Linked DNA regions of Mus musculus: all the other regions are linked to region 3. A link is a contact called in public HiChIP or PLAC-seq and promoter capture Hi-C data. All regions are on one chromosome and are shown on one strand. The core of a region is the stretch at or near the end of the contact, and the rest is flanking DNA. Distances in the headings are between cores, read along the strand shown.

What was found. Promoter capture Hi-C pulls out the DNA fragments that hold promoters and counts their contacts. HiChIP or PLAC-seq counts read pairs in DNA pulled down with a chosen protein or histone mark.
Region 1: an H3K27ac HiChIP or PLAC-seq map of SST interneurons shows a contact between it and region 3, with 17 times the contacts expected there. The contact joins the enhancer-like site here to the promoter of Man1a in region 3. A contact is called at or near these places in 2 of 39 promoter capture datasets (hippocampal neurons and liver) and 5 of 115 datasets of contacts at active chromatin or transcription factors (SST interneurons, embryonic forebrain, embryonic limb bud and 2 more).
Region 2: a contact with region 3 is called in an H3K27ac HiChIP or PLAC-seq map of large pre-B cells, with 9 times the contacts expected there. The contact joins the enhancer-like site here to the promoter of Man1a in region 3. A contact is called at or near these places in 5 of 39 promoter capture datasets (the 3T3-L1 cell line, embryonic stem cells, frontonasal cranial neural crest and 2 more) and 3 of 115 datasets of contacts at active chromatin or transcription factors (embryonic midbrain, forebrain and large pre-B cells).
Region 4: a promoter capture Hi-C map of pre-B cells shows a contact between it and region 3, with 4 times the contacts expected there. The contact joins the promoter of Gopc here to the promoter of Man1a in region 3. A contact is called at or near these places in 2 of 39 promoter capture datasets (liver and pre-B cells).
Region 5: a promoter capture Hi-C map of second pharyngeal arch cranial neural crest shows a contact between it and region 3. The contact joins the enhancer-like site here to the promoter of Man1a in region 3. A contact is called at or near these places in 3 of 39 promoter capture datasets (cranial neural crest, hippocampal neurons and second pharyngeal arch cranial neural crest) and 3 of 115 datasets of contacts at active chromatin or transcription factors (SST interneurons, forebrain and large pre-B cells).
Region 6: a contact with region 3 is called in an H3K27ac HiChIP or PLAC-seq map of SST interneurons, with 11 times the contacts expected there. The contact joins the enhancer-like site here to the promoter of Man1a in region 3. A contact is called at or near these places in 9 of 39 promoter capture datasets (the 3T3-L1 cell line, cranial neural crest, embryonic stem cells and 4 more), 3 of 115 datasets of contacts at active chromatin or transcription factors (SST interneurons, embryonic hindbrain and forebrain) and 1 of 9 other capture datasets (embryonic stem cells).

The regions. Positions count from the first base shown.
Region 1 is chr10:55,443,559-55,447,220 of GRCm38.p6, reverse strand. No RefSeq gene overlaps it. Among named protein-coding and RNA genes, the nearest start is that of Msl3l2, 660 kb to the left of the region's middle. Within about 2 kb of position 2,125, at least 4 of the 459 cell types and tissues checked have an H3K27ac peak or open chromatin away from gene starts, as enhancers often do. A contact at or near this core is called in SST interneurons, where this site is marked.
Region 2 is chr10:55,726,912-55,730,593 of GRCm38.p6, reverse strand. No RefSeq gene overlaps it. Among named protein-coding and RNA genes, the nearest start is that of Msl3l2, 380 kb to the left of the region's middle. Within about 2 kb of position 1,658, at least 1 of the 459 cell types and tissues checked has an H3K27ac peak or open chromatin away from gene starts, as enhancers often do.
Region 3 is chr10:54,074,278-54,077,847 of GRCm38.p6, reverse strand. It overlaps Man1a (mannosidase 1, alpha), which reads left to right and starts at 2,111. Exons shown (of 13, transcript NM_008548.5): 1 at 2,111-2,322; 2 at 2,578-3,432. The coding sequence starts at 2,824. It overlaps Gm16998 (predicted gene, 16998), which reads right to left and starts at 1,926. Exons shown (of 3, transcript NR_038016.1): 1 at 995-1,926.
Region 4 is chr10:52,380,824-52,384,422 of GRCm38.p6, reverse strand. Gopc (golgi associated PDZ and coiled-coil motif containing) reads left to right here and starts at 2,299. Exons shown (of 9, transcript NM_001199272.1): 1 at 2,299-2,812. The coding sequence starts at 2,525.
Region 5 is chr10:55,812,886-55,816,509 of GRCm38.p6, reverse strand. No RefSeq gene overlaps it. Among named protein-coding and RNA genes, the nearest start is that of Msl3l2, 290 kb to the left of the region's middle. Within about 2 kb of position 2,364, at least 3 of the 459 cell types and tissues checked have an H3K27ac peak or open chromatin away from gene starts, as enhancers often do. A contact at or near this core is called in second pharyngeal arch cranial neural crest, where this site is marked.
Region 6 is chr10:55,532,849-55,536,116 of GRCm38.p6, reverse strand. No RefSeq gene overlaps it. Among named protein-coding and RNA genes, the nearest start is that of Msl3l2, 570 kb to the left of the region's middle. Within about 2 kb of position 1,381, at least 3 of the 459 cell types and tissues checked have an H3K27ac peak or open chromatin away from gene starts, as enhancers often do. A contact at or near this core is called in SST interneurons and second pharyngeal arch cranial neural crest, where this site is marked.

The sequences.
Region 1 (3,662 bases), core at 876-3,375, 1.4 Mb before region 3:
CTCTCCTCAACAGTTAGTGAACTTTATGTAATAAGTATTATTCTTTGGGGATTAATTTTGGAAATTCTTCCTAAACCAGTTTTGGGGAAAACTGAGCAAGAAGAAACTGAAAAAAAAGCATATCTTTATCATAAAATATTTCTTCTCCTACAAACTACTTAATGTAGTCATTTTTATGAAGTATTCATCTTTTGGCTTCTCTAACATACCAATGTCTACAAATATAGTCCCTGAGATTCAAGGAGTTCTGTTAGTATTGTAATTCAGCTGAAGGGGCTTCCTCTTCCTACATGTCCAAACACACACACTCAAACATACATAGGTGTAGTAGTCCAGGAGTTCTTTGGAGACACAACAGAAACTCCTAATTCTAAAGGTAGGCCATGATGACCTAACGCAGGACCTGACAATGGCTTTGGTATTTTGGACTGAAGAGGCCTCATTTGTCAATGGCAACCCATTCTAAGATGAAAAGTAACTGGCAGAAAACAGAAAAGAGTATTGACTTCAACATCCTTTTGACCCTAACTCTCACTCTTTGACTAGAGTAGATCCCCGTGTTCTTGAAGAAGTCAGTTTAGTGTGTATAGAAACTTCACAAACATTCCAGCTGAAGGCCCAAGGCCCGAGTAAATACTGCTGTGTGGCCAAGGCTCAGAGTCAAGTTAATGAGTCCCCTTTTCTTGAAGATTCCTTTTAAGTATAACCTCTAGATACTCAGTGATACTCATTTCCTTTCATTTGACTCGAGTGACTAAGCAAACAAGGTGTCTAAGAAGACAGCAAGCTTGGTGTGACCAAGTGTTTGTGTCATAGAAACTTTTACAAAGTTTATGATAATTGGACTTTTAAAATAAAAGCACTATACAGTTTAGCATTATCTTTCTTTTTCTTATTAGTTATTAATTTTATTTTTATTAGATATTTTATTTATTTACATTTGAAATGTTATCCCCTTTCCCAGTTTTCCCTCTGAAGCCATCCTCTCCCATACCCCCACTCCCTCCTTCTATCAGAATATTTCCCCTCCTACCGACCCTTCTTTCTACTCTCAAAATCTATGTCTTTTATAATTTGGAACAACTGATACCACTTAGATGGATAGGTGTTGAATATCAAAGACAGAAACTTTATAATATTCTGCAAATTTTAGGAACACAATGGGCTTACAATGATTTTTAGAAACTAAACCGATTCATGGAGATCATGTATAATCACATGTTGGCTTGAGCTTTCCCAAGGATGTCTAGTTGAGCCCAGAGAATTCTTTCCTGGCTTCCTATATACCCATAACTGACAACAGAGACCTTTAATTTGAGTCCGTAGTATCTGTGGAATACATTTTCTACACTGTATCTTACCTCAGTCTTATGTCAAAACTTGTCATTACTTTTCTGACTCCATGGTTCCTTTCTGGTTCATAACTATGAAGATTTGTCTGCGATAAGCAAAGATAGCAGTAAATCCAGACTACAGCTTTTATACTTGTTATTCATAAAAAAATAATCATTTCCTCACAGAAAAGAAATTCTTGATATATTTCTAGCTCTAATGCATAGGCGAGCCTGGGTCCTACTTCATATTCATTAATATTGGGAAATATGACACACTGAAAATTGGCCACAAGGTTTTTTTTCTTGCCAGTACTAACTATAGCTTCTTGGGAACTGTTTGCTGGTATTTACTTGCACTGTAGGTTTGGACAGGCAAGGAAGTCAGGCTTGTGTATATTAGAGTAATGATCAATTGAGGGAAAGTTAAAACTGAAGAACCTTTTCTGCCAAACATAAACCTGTTGGTTACTGCTACTGCTGCAGCTACCTCCTCTGTCAAGCTAAATATTGATTTTGTCAGAAGCCAAAGAAAGTCCTGATATTTAATCAAGAAATATTAAAATACTTAGATCTTATACCATGCGCTATTTACATTCAGATTTAGTTTAGGTTATGCTTTGGAGAAAATTTTATATTCAAAACCTTAGTCATAACCTTCAGTGAAAAATAGATCCATACAGCAGAAGAGCTTTCAAGAGATATTTTGATCAACCAGGAAAAAGGATAAGGAGAGGCAGTGACTATGTAGAACCTAGCAGCCTTTTCTGAAGTAATCGCTCATGTACGGAGCAGCACATCTGCCTCCACTGCAGAAAGAGTAAAAATATCCAAGCACAAAAAAAACCCTCATCACTGTTTTCCTTTCCAGATTGCACAATTTATCTCCAACAACACACACATTCATCGTCACCAAAGCTCAGTGGAATAATTATCAGTATTTACTGAATAGGCCACGCAAAGCCATATGCTGCTGGTGGAAAGAATGTGGAAGAGATACTGAAAACTCACACGAATAATAAGACTGCAAAGTCAGCCACTTTGAGCTGTGCAGTATTTAAAAACATATGCAAAGAGAGTAGCCTATGGTATAAATAAAGTAATGGATTGCTATGAAGTAGAAGTATTCTAATGGGAGGACATAGTGATTTCAAAATTTCATTCCCCAAAGTGGAAATTGTAAACAAGGTATGTTTTATTAAACATGAGATATGAACATATGCACAGATATCCCCAGAAAGAAGCGTGCACACACACACACACACACACACAAACATGCACATAAACACATTCATACATGCACCCCCCACATAAGCACACACACATGCATGCATACTACACATACATATATATCCTATTATTTTAAATGCTGAAGAATTTAAAAGAAAGGAAACCTGACAATGTGGTGAAAATAAGCAACAGCACATGAATGTTAAAAGTAGCACAGAAACCTGCCAGATCTGACATGACTGCATAAGGGGCAATGTGACATAGTTCCTGCCCCTGGAGCACTGTCAGACCATTTATCCCCACCTGTGCTGATGACTGCTGTTGGCCTGGGACTGTTCTGCTGTCTTTTCTATGTGTTTTACTTTCAATCTCTTTCTAGGGAATATAATTCCCATATTACCCATAGCTAATTGCTCCATAATAAATGAAAGAGATAGTTCTCAGAAATGAGGAATGAAGGTAGCCATGAGGTTATGGGGGATGAGGAAAAGACTTTTTTTCTTGGCCCTTAGGGCCGTGGGAAAGATCTAGACAATATAACCATAGAGGCCATAAAAGCCTACATGATCCTTTGTAGATGTTGCTTATTGTGAGACTTGGTCTTGATCTTGGAATTATGAGGAGACACATGTACTCTCCGGTCTAATGACTGCTGCATAAATTAGCCAGGGTGAACTTGGGGACATCAAGGATAGAGAGTTAAAATGTTCTAAAGAATAGGAAAAGAAGCAATCTATGAAAAAGCAAACAAAAGATAGATGGGTTAATCTTATAGGAGGAAGGCTTGTATATGATCTAGAAACAGATAGTATTAGAAGAAGGTTATGTGAGGCCATGGAATTTCTAGGATGAAGAAAAAAAAATTAGAGAATTAAAAGATAATGCATAATCATATAAAAATTTAGTCGTTTGTTCTTCTAGATACTTGAAGAACTGAAGATGACAAGGCCTAATTTACTTGCATGCATTTTAAAACTTTGTAAGAAATTATTTTAACCTTATTAGTCTGTCACTTTTCTGTTTTTACATGAAAATAGTTAACACAGACTGCTGTATGTGTACCAGGAAACTTCAAAAGCTGTGCCCAGCTACCTGTGAAGA
Region 2 (3,682 bases), core at 409-2,908, 1.7 Mb before region 3:
CCAATCTTCAGACAAGTCTTTTTCTAGCTGTAAACACCAGGATCATTTTGTTAGAGCATCTTCTTCAGAAAACCTTAAAAAAATATTCTCTCTCTCTCTCTCTCTCTCTCTCTCTTTCTCTCTCTCTCTCTCTCTCTGTGTGTGTGTGTGTGTGTGTGTGTGTGTGTGTGTGCGTGCGTGTGCTTGTATAATTGGGGTGAAGGTCAGAGGACAGCTTGTGAGAGTGAGTTCTCTCCTTTGAGATATAAGGCCCAGAACTTGAAACTGTGCCCTCAGGTTTGGTGTCAAGCTCTTCTACTCACTGAGCCATCCTAATGGCCAATTTCAGAAAACTTTTAATTGAAAGTTTGTGTGTGTGTGTGTGTGCGTGTGTGTGTTTTCCTTGAGGATTTGTAAGTGCTCAGTTTCTTACCAGTGTAATCCATCTCCTAATTTCTTTAGGAGGACAGAAACCCAAGTCAGTGAGTTCTTTGCTCTATGTTGTGAAACTTCAACATGCCATGAAGTACAAGCAAGTTCTGGCAAAGCCATCTATTAACATGGATAGCTGTGTTCTTCCTGTTACACCAGAGGTCACAAATCCTTCTAATGTTAGTCTCAGTGACGTTAAAATCAAAGTTTGTTGTGTTTTGCCTGCTTCATTGCAGAGATCTCCAATCAAATTCCTCCGGGAGGCTTAACCTTGGCCAGTACAGATTTTCTTCTGAGAAACTTTGTGCATCAAACTCCTTTGAGGTTGAAAACAGCAAATACATTTCAGTCAAGATGAAAACTCTTTATACAAAGTTTTACTGATAAGGATTGGTAGCAATAAGTTCTGAATCTTGTATCTCTAAGAATTTGAAACATTCCTGTTATTTAGGAAACATAATTATATCCAAAGGCTCATTGCCTTCATATTTATTATAATCATCCTTCTCCAAGTTTCTTTTTGTTGCTTGAATTCTTAATTAATTTATTTATGTATTTATAACCCAAATGCTACACCCCATTGTCTAGTTCTTTATGGTGTGACAGGGGCACACATGGATGCACACACAGATGCACACATGGATGCACACACAGATGCACACATGGATGCACACACAGATGCACACACGGATGCACACATGGATGCACACACAGATGCACACATGGATGCATACACAGATGCACACATGGATGCACACACAGATGCACACATGGATGTACACACAGATGCACACATGGATGCATACACAGATGCACACATGGATGCACACACAGATGCACACATGGATGTACACACAGATGCACACATGGATGCACACACAGATGCACACATGGATGTACACACAGATGGGAGGCTTTTTAGTCTTGATTTTTCTGTATCTTGTCTTTAGTTGACACAACCATTTAACATATCTTGTATTCTGCATCATTTATACAGAAAATTCATGTACTTGCTGAAGTTTACACTTTTCCCAGTGCTTGAAAACTTAAAGTAAACAGTAAATATTGTTAGATTGTGTTTGGCTATGGTTTTGCCCATTTTATTGATAGTTGGTACTACAATGGTATATTCATTTCAAATGGAATCCATGTTTATGCAGCATTTTGACATATCTCTGAGGGTGTCCTTTTCTTTAGATCTTATTACAGTTCAGTGGTTTTCTGCTCTTTCTGCTTGCTGCAGAGCACAGCTGTCCTCTCTGATGCACTGCTTTTATTTTGAAGAGGTCCACTTCCTTGGTAAATTTATGTGTTCTCTGCAGCTGATGAAGACTTTTTGTTTCTTTTTTAACTTTTTTTTAAAACTAATTTTTTATACTATACTCTTTGATAATGATTTCCTCCCCCCAGCTATTCTCCATCTCCCTACCCACCTATCACACACATATGTACACACACACACACACACATACACACACACATATGCACAGACACAAACACACAAGTATGTGTGTGTGTATAAAATATTTATACAATCTAAAGTTTAGTACAAAGAGTTTAAGCCTTGAGAAAAATAATGCATTTGCTGTTTTCAACCTCAAAGGAGCTGGAGGCACAAAGTTCCTCAGAAAAAAATTCATACTGGCTGAACTTAAGCCTATATGAGCAATGTGAGTGGAGACATTTGTAATGGGGCAAAGAGAACATACCAAATTTGAATTCAACTTTACACTCTCTCTCTCTCTCTCTCACTCTCTTTCTCTCACATATACACACATGTAATATTATTATATACAAACAAATATATATTTATATATAAGTAATATGTAATATACTATTTATATTTCATATATTATGAATGGATATTATTTTTTACTCTCTCTATCTAAAAAATAAAACCTAAAATAAAAACAAAAAGCCAAAAAAACAACAAAACAAAAGCAAGAAACAAAATACTTCCACAGCAGCTCAAAATGAAAATTAAAGGAAACAAGCAAAAAAACCAATTTAAGACAAAACAAAATACAACAAAACAAAAAGTCAAAACTAAAAATCAAAACAGCGTCACCAGTGAGAAGCCCTATCACCTGCAACAGAGACCTGCTGCTCTATATACTTGGTAACATGTACACATATGTAAATATTATGCTGACACACAGGTTATGGGAGAAAGCACACACATTTTGGGTGGATTTAAGCTCTACTTTATGAGACGGAATACATACCTGCTGGTGCTACAGGTGCTATTGATGGCTTCATTGCTCTTTTTTTTTTTTTTTTTTTTAACCAAGTAATCTAAGGACAGGGTCCAGCAGGGAAGTTCGTCCTTTAAATTGCCCCAGACTTTCTTCCTTTCCTGCTGCTGTCAGTGATAACCAAGTCAGTTCCAAAATTTATATAAGTTCCTTTATTCACAAAAGGAAGAATTGATATGTTAAAAATGGGTTGGTCTTTGATAAACAATCTTCTTGTTGCTGTCTTTCAATAACTGGTAGAGGTGAGAACACTACTAACTGGTATAAATTCTGACCTTCATTTCCCCACAGGATTAATGATGAAAATAGGCAACTTTCATTGGTAGATAATTGTTTACTCAAATTTAAATGTTGATTGACATTGGTCTCTATGCTTTACTCCTAAGAAGTATATAACTTATAGCACTGAATCAGTGGCTGTGTCTCCATTAGATGCTTGTCACAGTGGCTTCATTAGATAGTTCCCCAGGGAAGTTCTGAAGCTATGGGACCTTTGATGGGTTGTAAGTGGTTCCCTTGTGAGGAGACATTTTGACTGAGAAGAAACACTGACATATTTAAATACAAATACCTCACAGTGAGTTTCTGAAACGGGGTCTGCCTGGCTAGCATGGTCTAGTGCAGCATGCGTCACTTGCACTCCTGGGAAATTAACCAAAGCTTCACATTTCCCTAATTTAGAGCTACCCATATTCTAGAAATATTTTGGAAAACATCAATGCATGTCTGTGTATCAAAACCACTTCTTTTCATTGAAAGGAGACGTATAATATTTATAAGAGATAAAGCTAAACTTGAAGGGATGTTCACTAATGTATTTGGAAAGACGTTGTCCCGTGAACCTTTAAATTGAGGTTGTAGCCTATAGTGGACACAAAATTCTCTTGGATAGATCTAGCAGAGAACACTTGTTTCTGTATAATGCTGGATGGTAGTATTTAGGCTTGAATGAAGGCTTATGCATTCATAGTTACCTCATACTTCTTATAATTGCATCATTAAAAATTGATGGACTG
Region 3 (3,570 bases), core at 862-3,361:
GGGGTGGGATGGGGGAATCTTAAAGTAAGTGTCACAAAAGTGAACCAAAATAAAAAGAACAGTCCCCTTAAAAGTTTAGAAATAATATATATAAATAAAATTTAAATTTCGATGTGCTAAATTTTTAATGCATCCACTATAGGAAGTATCCTAAATTCCCAGATTGATTTGGAGTCAAGATTAAGGAGTTTAGAAACAGAATTAGTTAAGACTTCTCTGTCATATCCTTGTATATGTACTTAAAGGTTGATTTTATTACTTTCTGGAATACATATACCAAATTAAATCAAAGTTCATAGGTATTCCTGTCTCTTTAAAATTAATCCCATTTTTAAAACATAGTTGGAAAAATAATGGCAGCACAATTACCATCACCAAATGACCAGAAAGAAAGCAACTGGCTTCCTCAGGAGTTAGCCCCTGTTTCTAGGGATCTGTCTTCCTTTCTGTGAGGTAGCTGTTTCAAGGGTCTCATTGAGATAAACACTATTATTTCAGTCATTAGGTTTTCAACCTAAGCACAACCTACAAATGTACTTTGAAAGAAATTTACCTTTTCGTCATTAAAAGAAAACATTATTGCTTTCATTTTTAGAGCTAAATCTATTACCCTGCTTGGATATGCTGCACTCTTCTGGGCATAGAATTTCATAGCAAGTATCAAAATAATCAAGCTATGAAGTCACATTTATCAAGCCATAATTTCTTATTAACCAGAACTTCTGACTATGTTACTGGCTCATTTTGCACAAACCCAATACACAACAAACAGTGATGGCTAAAAATGATAATTAACATTTAAACGAAAACGACCTTAGGATTTCTGCCTTGGCTTTTTTACTTTATGCACACAGCACAACACCTGGAAACAACTGTGCTGTGGGCACTCTCCTGGAAGTTGCCAGCTGTTTTCCTCTGGTTTAAGACAAGTAAAGGGCACACTTTAAAATCATGTTTCCGGAGAAGGTTGAGGGTAAACAGAGCTGCTACAAACCAGCTTTCAGGAGTGGGAAGTCAGTCAAATTTCCCTCTGGTAACTGTTTCTTTGTGGAGCAACAGGGGATTCATAACACAGTTTGGGAAATGTTTTCTTGTCTCTTCACCCTGAGGCAGGGGGTTCCCAGCCAGGTCAAAATGTAGATCTATGCAATATCAGCAGGGCATTCCAATGGATGTCATGGGAGGTGGAGCCAGTTTCCATGACATTCCATGAGACTGAATACTGCAAGGCTGTGTTGAAAACAATCTCTGTTGGACCAAGTCTTGCCTTCGCTGGGAGTTGTCGCATCCAAGACTTAATTTCAACAGGGTTCAATTTATTGCTTGGAGCTCTGGCAGCATAAAACTGTCTTCTTTGAATGGAAAATTTGACCAACTGCGATGAGGTAAATGAATTTCGAAAGTGGGGGGGGTGTGGGGGAGTGTGGGGGAGTCATACAACTTTTGTTGTTGTTGTTGTTTATTGTAAGGGGAAGAGGGTGTATACTTAGAGCCCCAAGCAGTCCCCAAACCCCAAGTCGCCTAGGATGTAAAAGGCTCTTAACGAGGTAGAGTAGAGAGCTCAAAAGCTTTGTGGAGGAGCCTGGAGACTTTGGATTTGAGAGTTATTGGGCACCGGGGAATCCCTGTCTTGGGTAATAAGGGGTGGCTGGAGAAAAGCCTTCAAAACCACTTCAAAACCACGGCTTGCCCCCGCAATCCCCTGCATGCTCTTCGGGATCGCCAATTTCGAGTACTGGGGCAAGCTGTCGCTACCATATTAGTAGTGGTCACTCGGGGATCCACTACCTTTGGGGCTTCGGCTTGAATAGGTTTTGGGCGGAATAAGCTCGGACCAACTCCGGCTCTGGTCCTCCGGGCGAGTCTTAACACGGCTCCCGGGCGCAGTTCCAGTCCTCGGGAGCCCAGGGGAGCCGCGACCTCCCCGCCTCTGCCGGGTCCCGGAGAGGCAGCGCTTCCCGTAAACTCCCCGCCCCGTGCGGCCCCCTCCCCGCCTCGGCTCCACCCCCGCGGGACCCTGGGAGGCGTAAGATTGGCCCGGACGCGCTGTCACTCTCCGGACGCGTCACCGCCCTCGTTTCCGACCGCTCGGGAGACCGGCAGTGCTATTAGTGCACGGCGGGGCCGCGACGGAGGGCAGTACGGTGCCTGGTTCGCTGGCTCACGCCGGCAGGTCGGTGCGCTCGCTCACCTGAGCCGTGTCCCGGGGCCTCAGAGCCACCCGGCTGTACGCGTGCTACCACCCGCCGGGAAGCGCTCGGAGATGGGCAGCTGGAGAAGTTGACGAACCCCCTACGCACGCGGCGCCCTTGCTGCCCAGAGGTGCGCCGCCCTTGCCACCGAGGTGCCCGCTGTGCTGACCCAGATGTCGCGGGACACCCTGCCTCCGCGGCTGGAAAACTTCACCCCAAGTCCAAAGTGGGCTCTGAGGGTGGTGCCCGCGGCTGGACCCCGGGGTTGCCTGCCGGGATACGGTCCTGCGGATCCCGGGTCCAGGGGAGGGCGGAGACCCCACTGGAAACTTTCTCAGCACCTTCCTAACCACTGCGCTTTTACTGTCTCCTCTCCCCCCAACAGGGGCTGCAGCCAGCGGTTTGCCGCGCGTGCCTGTTTGCCAAAGGAGCCGCCCCGGCGAGGATCGCCGGAGGGGAGCCGCTTCAAGCGGGGAGACCCGCAGCCCAGACACGCGCTCTGGGCGGCCTGGATGCGCAAGAGCCGGCCCCGCAGCCGCTGACAGCCGGCGGCAGCGAAGTTTGGCTGCTGAGCGGCTCGGCGCCGGGCCCCTGGACAGACTGTCAGCCGGCGGCTACAACCTCCGGAGCGATGCCCGTGGGGGGCCTGTTGCCGCTCTTCAGTAGCCCTGGGGGCGGCGGCCTGGGCAGTGGCCTGGGCGGGGGGCTTGGCGGCGGGAGGAAGGGGTCTGGCCCCGCTGCCTTCCGCCTCACCGAGAAGTTCGTGCTGCTGCTGGTGTTCAGCGCCTTCATCACGCTCTGCTTCGGGGCAATCTTCTTCCTGCCTGACTCCTCCAAGCTGCTCAGCGGGGTCCTGTTCCACTCCAACCCTGCCTTGCAGCCGCCGGCGGAGCACAAGCCCGGGCTCGGGGCGCGTGCGGAGGATGCCGCCGAGGGGAGAGTCCGGCACCGCGAGGAAGGCGCGCCTGGGGACCCTGGAGCTGGACTGGAAGACAACTTAGCCAGGATCCGCGAAAACCACGAGCGGGCTCTCAGGGAAGCCAAGGAGACCCTGCAGAAGCTGCCGGAGGAGATCCAAAGAGACATTCTGCTGGAGAAGGAAAAGGTGGCCCAGGACCAGCTGCGTGACAAGGATCTGTTTAGGGGCTTGCCCAAGGTGGACTTCCTGCCCCCCGTCGGGGTAGAGAACCGGGAGCCCGCTGACGCCACCATCCGTGAGAAGAGGGCAAAGATCAAAGAGGTGAGTAAAGCCTGCCTGAAATCCCACTCACGCTGCTGTTTTCTGGGAGGTTTGATAAACGATTGGAACTTAGGACTTCACCTTTATCATGCAAAGGCGAGGGAAGTCATCGCTTCCACCACCGTGCCAAAGGCTACA
Region 4 (3,599 bases), core at 1,050-3,549, 1.7 Mb after region 3:
CAAAAGGTCTGCCAATTTTTCATACTAGCAATATGAAATAGATTCCTTATTCTTCTGTATCCTGTAGCTAATGCCAAAGAGACCTACATTAAAATGTCTGCTGTGTGCCATTACTAAAACATTTAATCTGTCTACAATGTACTTATAAAAGAGTAATTATACTTACTGTAGGATGCTTTGAGAATCAAAGAAATAACTCTATACATAGAGCATTCTTAATTAAAAGGTATCGTTATTGTTCCAAGTATTTCCCCATTCTCACACAGTAAGTTTTATTTATTTATTTCATGTTCCTCAGCAGGCAGGGAGAAGTATCATTAGAGAAAATAGCCTGGAGTTTTCTCAGTGTTCTTGCAAATATTGTATACAAAAATATAACAGACTGGCATGAGGGGTGGTAGGCAAGGAGACTGGAGAGATGGCTTAGTAGATAAGAGTATTTGCTGAAGAGGAATTTAGTTCCTAGAACTCACATAGTGGCTAACAGAATCTGTAATTCCAGTTCCAGAGGGTCTGGTACTCTATTCTGGCCTTTGTGAGAGCCATGCATGCTTATGATACACAGACATACACATACATTTAGGGCAAACACACACACACACACACACATTTAGGCCAAACACCCATCAAGCCTCTTTTTCCACATTCATGTTCTGTTGTGACTTCCAGAATTGCAAAATCCCAAATCAAAGCGGGCAAAATGTTCTATTAGGAAACCTCATAAACATTTAAAGTCACCACTGAATACCAAGAAAATGAGCACACAGGATGTGGCAACTGCTACATAGTCACATCTACTGCTAAGTAGCAGATAGTGGGATGTGTGTGTGTGTGTGTGTGTATAGGTAGGTAGATATAGATAAATTATTTTATTATATATTTATATATAAAATACAACCAACCATTCGAAGAGGATGTTTTATACTATTGTGTACTAAGCCTATGAGACAGTCTCTGACTAAACTCAAGGGAAGAGTTGCATGGTTAGTTTTACTTGTCTAAGTTTGCTGAAGTCATAATAGCTTTTGCTTGATGGTAAGCAGTCATGCATTGGAGTAACCAGAGTGCAAACTAAATCTGTTATTTCTTAATTCTTATTGGTACTGCTTTGATGAGAGGCACACAATGCCATGCAGACTTTGGTTGATGATTTATTAGAAAGGTCCGTCCCAAGAACAACTTCCGAAAGATTATGGACTAATTTTCCACATACTCCCGTAGGCGAGTCAGGAAGCACAATTCCTACCTGCCTACTCTAATTAGTCTGGCTTCTCCTTTCCCTTCCGGACAGTCTACTGTTGGTTTAGACAGGGGTGGAGTTGGAGAAGTGGAAGAGATGAGAGGCAGGACACAAAGAAAGCTCTTGATAAATGCTCTCAAATGCACGCAACACTGGAATTAAAAGTCGTGAGAGCCTCACTGTCTTACTAGTTCGGCTTGGATGAGGTCGTTTCATTAGATTTTATGTCCTCAGTGCCTCAATCGGGATATGTATTCAATGTTTATGAACATATGAAAATAACATGGGAACGAGCACAATACTAGTTTATAAGATGATTACAGCATCCCAAGTGGTTGCTTTAGAAATATACGATCTGTGATGCAGTAAGATGAGTGCTATGTACCAAGTGATAACACTTTCACTTTACCTTAATTGCCAAGTGAAGTAAACTTTGGAAACCTTGTTACCCAAGCAAGGTAACACCACTGAGGTGGGGCAGCTAGTATGTAATAATACATTGGCCTAGAACCCCAGCTTGTCAATCATAGAAGGAGGAACCATTGATTCAACAAAACTTGCTCAGTAGCTTCCATAGGCAGCTTCTGGCTGGAATGCACCGTCAGGTTTAGCAACATTAGCCAGTGTCCCCACCCTCCCGCCCTAAGAGCTGGAAATCGGAAGAGAAAACGTGGCTATTGCGCATGCACACACGGCCCTCCCCGCTCCCACCCGAGCCCCTTGACACCCCAGTAGCAACTTTGCTAGACGTCTGTGGACCGGTTCCAGGCCCACTGTGAAGCCAAACTGGCGGAAGCCGGTCCCCTCTGCGACGTGGAATCTTTCCCTTCCCTTCCTCCGGTCTTCCCCACTTGCAAGGGGCCACCTCAACCCTTTGCTTCTCAGGGTTTTGCCGGTCGTCAAAATGGTCGCAGACAGGCTTGTGGAGGCGAAGGCTTTTCATTGGCTAAGCTCTCGTACGGCCCCGCCCACTTTCTCCCTCTGGGCTGCGCCTGCTCTGGGCTCCGCTACGCACGCGCGGCGGGGGCGGGCCGGCTTGCGGGCGGGGCGGGTCTTCCGTGTCGCTGTCGCTGCTTCAGCCCCGCTTCCTTTGCTGCTCTGGAGCTGCGCTGCCGGCGTTGGCGGCGCGAGGGAAGGGAGGGGACCGGCGGGTGTGTGTCTGTGTGTGTGTGCGTGTGTGTCTGTGTGTGCGCGCGCGCGGGGGGCGCCGCGGTGCTAGCAGTTCCCCTCGCGCGGGGCGGGCGGCCAGAGTGAGCAGCAGTCGGCGAGGCCCTGGACGGCGCCATGTCGGCGGGTGGCCCATGCCCGGCGGGAGCCGGCGGCGGCCCAGGGGGCTCCTCCTGCCCTGTGGGGGTCTCCCCTGGCGGGGTGTCCATGTTCCGATGGCTTGAGGTGCTGGAGAAGGAGTTCGACAAGGCCTTCGTGGATGTGGATCTGCTTTTGGGCGAGATCGATCCGGACCAGGCGGACATCACTTATGAGGGGCGTCAGAAGATGACCAGCCTTAGCTCCTGCTTTGCGCAGCTATGCCACAAAGCCCAGACTGTGTCCCAGATCAACCACAAGCTTGAGGTGAGCCTCGGGGGCTGGCAGCAATAGCATTCAACCCCAGGCTGTCCGAGGTCGTTAGATCCCATTTAAAGCACTAGGAAAATGATCCTTAAAAACCTACCCACTGGACACCTCAGCTTCGAATGCGATGGAGAGTGCGTTTTATACGTGAGTGAAGCAAAGGAGTGCGGAGCGGGTGGGGGAGGAAAAGGATGCAGACTGATGTGTGGGTCTCCAGACGTCCTGTCATCCACCTCCCAGCATCTCATGCGGTGGGGACAGGAGCTAATCACACTACCTGCCTTGTAGGTGTTATTACCAAGATCTTCTGTCGGGGAATACCTCAACTCTCCTCTTCTGCTTTGATAATGACAAGCTAGATGATGTATTTTCAGACAGATGCAGCTCTGATTATTTTCATCCAATAGCCCAGATCAACGTCCGTGTCTGTACACAGAGACATGCATGAACTTAGGGGAATCCGATCAAAGCTCTTGGGGAAATGTAATGGAATATATATGTTCCTATCTACCTTCTCAGTTTACATTCACACTTGGCAGATATTACGGGCAGCTATGTCTTTAGAGCTGTCAATATTCAAATAACTTCTAGTATTGAGTGAGATGGTATGTCTTTGTATTTTACAGTATTTTCCCTAATTTCAGACCTTTGAGACTATGTAAAGACAATCCTTTGCTTAGGTCTCTAATCAGAGCAAGGGGAGTGTGATTGCAAACAGGAATTCCAAACCTCCCATTTTGTGTGGAAAATTCAACTAGGCCAGTATTACAAGATTTAGAAATTATGG
Region 5 (3,624 bases), core at 1,115-3,614, 1.7 Mb before region 3:
TGAATAGTTGCTAGTATTTCCATGACTCCTATTTTCCCACTTTCTTTCTTCATCTCCAAGCTTTATGAGTGCTTTATGATCATGCATAGCTCTTCCTTCACTATGTAACAGTGAAGAGACACTAACACAAGGACTGTATTTCTTAAGAGATTAAAAAATCTATACAAGTAATTCTCCATCTAAAACATAACTCTGACACAAGCTAGATTTTATTTTCCTTTGGATGCACGAGAGATAAAAGCTCCACACAATTCCAAAGAAAGGATTATTAAATTTTTATCAGCTAAAATCAATAGCAGAAATAACACCAAGAGCCCAGGGGTGGGAGAAAGCATGGCTAATCCACTTGGGCAAAGGAAATCATTTTGTTTGAAGAAATTTGTCTCAGTTGCATTTTAAATTAATTTGCTATATAATTAATTATTGCTCTCCAAATACAGTACAGAGAAAAAAATTCCTCTACCCTCCTTCTTTCTGACTCTGTATCACCAATGTGCTTTGTGCCTTACACATTTTTATTATTTCAATCTCTCAAAATATAAAGCAAAACATTCAAATTCAAAACAAGTATTCACTTTTAAGAAAAAGAAAACTTGAAGGAAATATAAGCAGCCACCTGGGTGTTAGCTCTTTCTTTCTTCCACTCAACCCTCATTGATGAGTGGTATATTTAATCAATCCCAATTTATAAAGATACACCTTGAAAAGACAACTTAATACTCATTTCTACATGTATCTATGGGTAAGCTTATCAAATGATATTTCCTTTATAGAAAGTAAAATGTCAAAAATACACAAAGAAGCTGAAATTTCACAACTCTGACAAATAGCATGAAAAACAAAGAAGAAAATTTAGACTTTTTACAGAGAGACATGAAAAATATTTCTCCTAAAAACATCTTTAGTTGGAATGCCCTTTGGTGTTTAATAGCATGGCCTCAGTATCAAAGCTTCAGCACAGGGTTCATGAACACATTTGTGATGGCATTGACCTTTGCTTTACAGCTTCAGGACTCTGTTTATTAATCAATCTTGTATAACTAAAAGGGCTGAAAATCGCCCATCTATCCAACCTTATTTCGCCCTGACTTATTTTTGTGATTTTTCTGTCATAGCTGCAATATTATAACTTTGAGTTGGAGAAATCTGTTTTAAATCAGCACATAAATTCACAGACAGAATCCTTTAATCAGTGAGGATACCTGAATAAGAACACAGGGTCTTAAAGGGTGGATGCAAGGCTAGGTTGTTTATGTTAGACAGAAAAAGTGTGTATCTCATGAAACATGAATAGACAAAAATATTTATTAACTATTCAAATATAGTGAGAAGTGTTACAAATATATGTTTGCTCAAAAGGTCCTCAAATAACTCAATGATGATTTTCTTGACAGCTCTGGGTTTGGTTGCCACTCTTCTTTCAAGTTTTTTTTTCATTTTCCCAACTTATTATTATTTTTTTTTAGTGTGTGTGTTTGCCAACATGTATGTACTTGCATTCCCCTACATCCCACGTGGCTGCAGATGCCAGACTAGGACATTGTATTCATGAACTGGAAATAAAGATGATTATGAGTTAATTTGTGATTACAGGGAACCAACCTTCCAGGCTTCCCTGCAAGAGCACCAATGCTATTAACTGCTGATCTACCTCCCCAGCCCACTATTCCAATTTCTCTTCTATTGTAATATGTTTTTCTCTAGTTTTAGGAATACCTTAAGTCTATAAGTTATTTCAAATAACATGTTAATCCAACACTTATTGTAATTCCTGAGACTAGTGGAGGACGAGTACATAAATGCACATATGTACACATTAATAAGTACACCAGCACAGGAAATAAGAAACCCACCTTGCTGAATGCTCCCAATACAACAAGCTGTGATTTAAGGAAACCACTTGCTTATTATTTTCTCATATTCCTTTCAAGAATCTATGAATTGGTGCACTGGCATACTTTTGACCGATACAATTTAGAAAGGTTACAAATCAAAAGGCTTAAATTGCTCTGTGAAACCTAATAGCCCACGAGCCAATACTCATGCCCCGGTTTGACAAATCGGGATTCATGCATCCATTTCAGACATAATACCTTGCAATAAAGATGAACACTGTTTCTTCAACTACCCAATGAATAGTTACCCAGGAAACATATTATATCTTCTTTTATAGAAGTTCCAAAGTAGTAGATGCTATTGTTATCATAGTCTTAAAGATTATGAAGCAGAGATTTACAAAGAGGAAGTCACTGATTCAAGTCATGTAGGTTTTAAATGTCAACCTGGGATATGGATGTGGTAGTGCTGCAGTGTCCTGTGGTCCATGAATTCAGCACTGTGGGTGTGGACAGTTCCCATTCTTTTAGGACTCTCCTTTGTCAAATACCATAAAGCCCACACAGTCTGAAGCCATGATTTGCTAAGCATGTATGAATTAACTTTCTCAGGGGTAAACTTTAAGTAATAAATGTAAAAGTCGGGGAGTGTCAATTCTTCCTCTGAAGCGCTCTCTCTCTCTCTCTCTCTCTCTCTCTCTCTCTCTCTCTCTCTCTCAGATCTCTTTGTAGAACTGAGCTCAACATCCCTCCAAAATAGGAAATAGCTCATTGACACTTCTTTTCTTGTCTCCTCTCCCTTTGATATCTCAATTATTCTGTTCCTTCACTCAATAAAATTCAAACAACCTCATTACACTTAAGACTTTATCCTATTTTTTTTTTTTTTTTTTTTTTGCTTGGGGTAAGGAGAATAGCTTTTCAATTTATTCACATATAGAAATATACTGTACACTATGAAAAATAAAATTATGCATATATGTGTATGTATATAACACATATATAGATTATGTGGATACATAAAATCATGGGCCATCAATTAGATTTATACTAACTTTTGAGAAGGAACATTTGAGTCACTTCCTGTTAATATCAGGAAATGTGTTATTAATTGTATTTGAAGAAATATTGAGAAAAAATAAACTTAACTATTCTTTTGTTGCCATTTTGTCATTAACAGGCCATATTTAAGGCAACTAAATTGATTTTTTCAAATATAGATACTTATGTTCTTTGAGAAATTATATGTTTAAAAGTGAATAAAGGAAAAAGTAGTTTACACATGCATAAGATGTGACCAAACACTATTTATGCTATAAATTACTTCATGCTATGAAGGAAATATCAATCTAAAGATCTCTATTAGAGAAAAGAGAATGGGAAGATGGGGGGAGTTAACTTTGCTAACATTTTTATACTGACAATGTGATTAATGTGATGATTCTTATGCTGTGTTCCTTTAGGCCTCACTACCAAATAACAGCTTCAAAATAGAAAGATACTGTAAGAAAGTCTCAGGTGCAAAATACCAGTCTTAACTCCATACTCTCCACAAAAAAGACCTACTGTGAACAATTAGAATCACCTTCAAACCTTCATATTTTGTGTTCTTTGAATGATCCTCTTGGTCCTGGTTGTATCACACCTTCTTCATATTTGACAACACATTCTTTGCACATCTTCCATGATGTTTTCCCATCTGTACTTTAAAAGTATGATTGGAAAATTCTCATATTACAAATACCTGAGCATTGTATAGGGTTTTTTTGCCTTTAAAAAATGAATAATA
Region 6 (3,268 bases), core at 132-2,631, 1.5 Mb before region 3:
TTGTTAACAGTATATTTAGGGAAACCCCTAAGTTTTTTTAAAGGGGCATATTTATAACAGACATCTATTGGTTAATTTAGACATCATCCTTGACAGGTATACAAAATCTTCTATTTAATCATATTCATATTTTTAGACTTGTGAACAATGCTTGATTTTACATCATTAATTTAAAAGTACACTTGAATGATATAATTATTAAGAGGTGTCATGACTAGAAGCCATCTGGAAATTTTCAAACTGACCCACCCATGTCCTAATAGATAATAATAATAATCATACAACTTCAACTGAAACTAAACTTAGCCTGGACAAATTCTAAATGTATATCTCCAGGTACAGCACTGCTTCTATTTGAATATTTTCTTGTCACTAATACATTCCCAAGTGCAGGCTAAAAATGATCAACACAATTATTTACATTGTAGGCAATGCTCTGCATTGATGACTTCAATGCCAATTGAGCATTTCTTATAGATTCCAAAGATTGCTCTAAGTTTATAGAAGTTCATTGAGTTGTATAGTCTTTGGATCAAGTTAATTTTGCTGTGCAATTTTTTTTTATTTGTGACTTTTTAATACTAAAACTTACAATGAGTTAAAAGTACATGGATTTCTATGGCACTTTTTCCACTGACTGTTGGAGGAACTAAAGAGATGATTTGTGACTTGTTGCCCCATTTCATTCATTGCTGTGTCATAAAGGCTGTGCAGGTGACAGTCTCTTTTTGGTTATAAAGGAAAGAGGGACCCTAAAAGGAGCTGGAGGCTCCTTTTTGTAGTAAAATGAATGCAGAAGTAAGGATGAAAGGTTACCAGCTGTAATTCTGTCTCAAATGCCTCTCATGGTACAATGCCATACCATGATGAAGGGACTTGACTTCATGAAACAGAAAGAACAAATAAGGCTTCAAGAAAGTCTATGGCAACTTTTGGGATACAGTTCAGTGGCCGAGGAGGCTTTTCTCTAATGTGTACCACTTTCTCATTTTAGCCCAAACTAGTGAACCTGTGCCTGCTGGGCTGAAAAGCATTCACACTGGTTGCTTTCTTCACATTCTTTTAAGTGCTATTCATTCTACTCTTCATAAGCAATGAATTCTCTCAACTTGATTTATGGAGAATATGTGAATGCTTGAAAAGGCATGAGTACTGAAAAAGAATTGAGTAAAACTAACTTGTTCTTTCTGATTTCAAAAGACCTTTTTACTTGGTACCAAAAAAGCACTTTAGAAATCTGTTCTGTTTGTCAAGGGTGGATGCAGTTTTAAATGTTGCAAAACAGCTGTTTCCTATCTTCTTTGTCGTTTAAAAAAGCATAATCATGGAGTCCTGCTGAAACAGACGCAGAGCAGGTGGGAGCTATCATAGCTCCTGTCCCTCCATTTACCCTTTCTGTTCAGAAAGCACACCTGGGGACTCTGAGGGAGCTATTAGAGGTGTCAAACAAAGGTCTCAGTTGCAAATAATATATGCAAATTGACTCCTCTAATTTCCTGCTTGTCACTACCCAATCACCCATGGATCTGGAAATTGACATTTTTATGTAAGCAATTTTTATGGGTATTTAGGTGAAAATAAGAGAACCAGAAAATGTAGCCTTCACTTTTCAGGCTTGCTCAGCATTCTTTGCATGATGTTGGAGCATCTTTGTAGAAGATATCATGAAGCTTAATAGCAATTTTCTATACAAAATACATTGCATGTTTTTAATATATGGAAAAGAACAGTAGAAAAGAAAACCATTTAGAAGTAAACATATTGTCAATAACATATGCCAGTATTGAGTATGTCAACTGTTCTGTAAATTAGGCCTTAAGAGAATGGATTTCAAGTATTAAGAATAGAAATAATACAGCTGATGGTGTCACTATTATTATTAACAGATAACAATCAGTACAGTGACTGGTGAAAACTGCCTTCATCTACAAAATTAGGAGATAATGGTATTCAATATTCTAGATTGCAATTGTGTGCACTCAGAGGGATCTATTGTTACTGCCTACTCCAGTCTAGAGACCTCTTGCAAACCATATTTACAAAAGACAATTACTGGGTTATCCTGCTTTTTTTGTTTTCAAACATTTATTGATGGAGTTTAGGACTTTGCAAACTTAATCATTTATTATGTATACATTGTCCACTGTTATCCACCGGTGATATACAACTCATTATCCAGTTATGAACTAAGAACAAACTTCTACAATTCAAATGCTAACTCTCTTCCTGGTTCATGGAACACCGGCTGAGTATCGACGATACAGAAGAAAACAGCCAGTATGAAAGATAGTGAAATGAATATATAACATATTGAAAAAGCAAAGAAACCAAAAGGATTGTAATGTTTTTCAGAATCTTCACCGTTTAAACAGAGATGTATGTCTCACTTGGTCCCATAGATCAGCATGTTCTGGGCTAAGGTAAAGATGTTCTTTCCAGTTTAAGTGTTTTTTTTTTAATCATTTCCTACACAGCCAACCAAATTTATTGATGGTCTACTATGAGCCCTACTTGATTCTGGATTTTGGCATGATAGTTGTACCTCAAAAAATTCTTAGCATCTGTCTCTACAAAACTGGAATGGCACCTCTGCTCTGCTATCTTCCTATCCTTCTAGAGCTAACAGTCCCTTTCCGTTTTCCTGGACTCTGCAGTTATTTCGGTTTCCATATTCAAATCTAAGGATTCAGCTGCTCACAAGGGGAAAAAGGAGAAGTGAAGGAGGAAAAGGAAAAGAGGGAAGAGGAAGAGAGAAATAGCATTGAGGATGTTCAAAAGCCATAGAAAACATTATTTTATAAGCTTACTTAAAAATGCTTGCCTAATTTGTGTATACACATATATAATTATGCCACAGTGGAAAATAATGCTTCTCCCCAGGAGCTATATTTGAAATATTTCTTTGAATTGTTGGTCATATGGGTTCAAGAGACTCCAATCAATACAGGCTATTGCTATTTCCCTTGTTTGCCTCTCAGAACTTTAAAGAAAGAATTGACGTTGAAGATATCATATACTTCAGACAAAGGACATGGAATAATATAGTGGAGATGATATGGAAGCCCCCTCCCTGAGAACTAGATTTCATAGTTAGTATCAGAAAGTGCTATGTAAGCTACCAAGGAAGAAAAGCAATCAATAGCTCTACTCTACTGTAAAGCATACAAACTTCAACAATGGTCAGACGGATAAGATATCTCCTAAAGAGCGAGAACTGCATTTAAATGCTGGGAGTAACTGACAGTTGTCTAATTAGTGTTAATACACA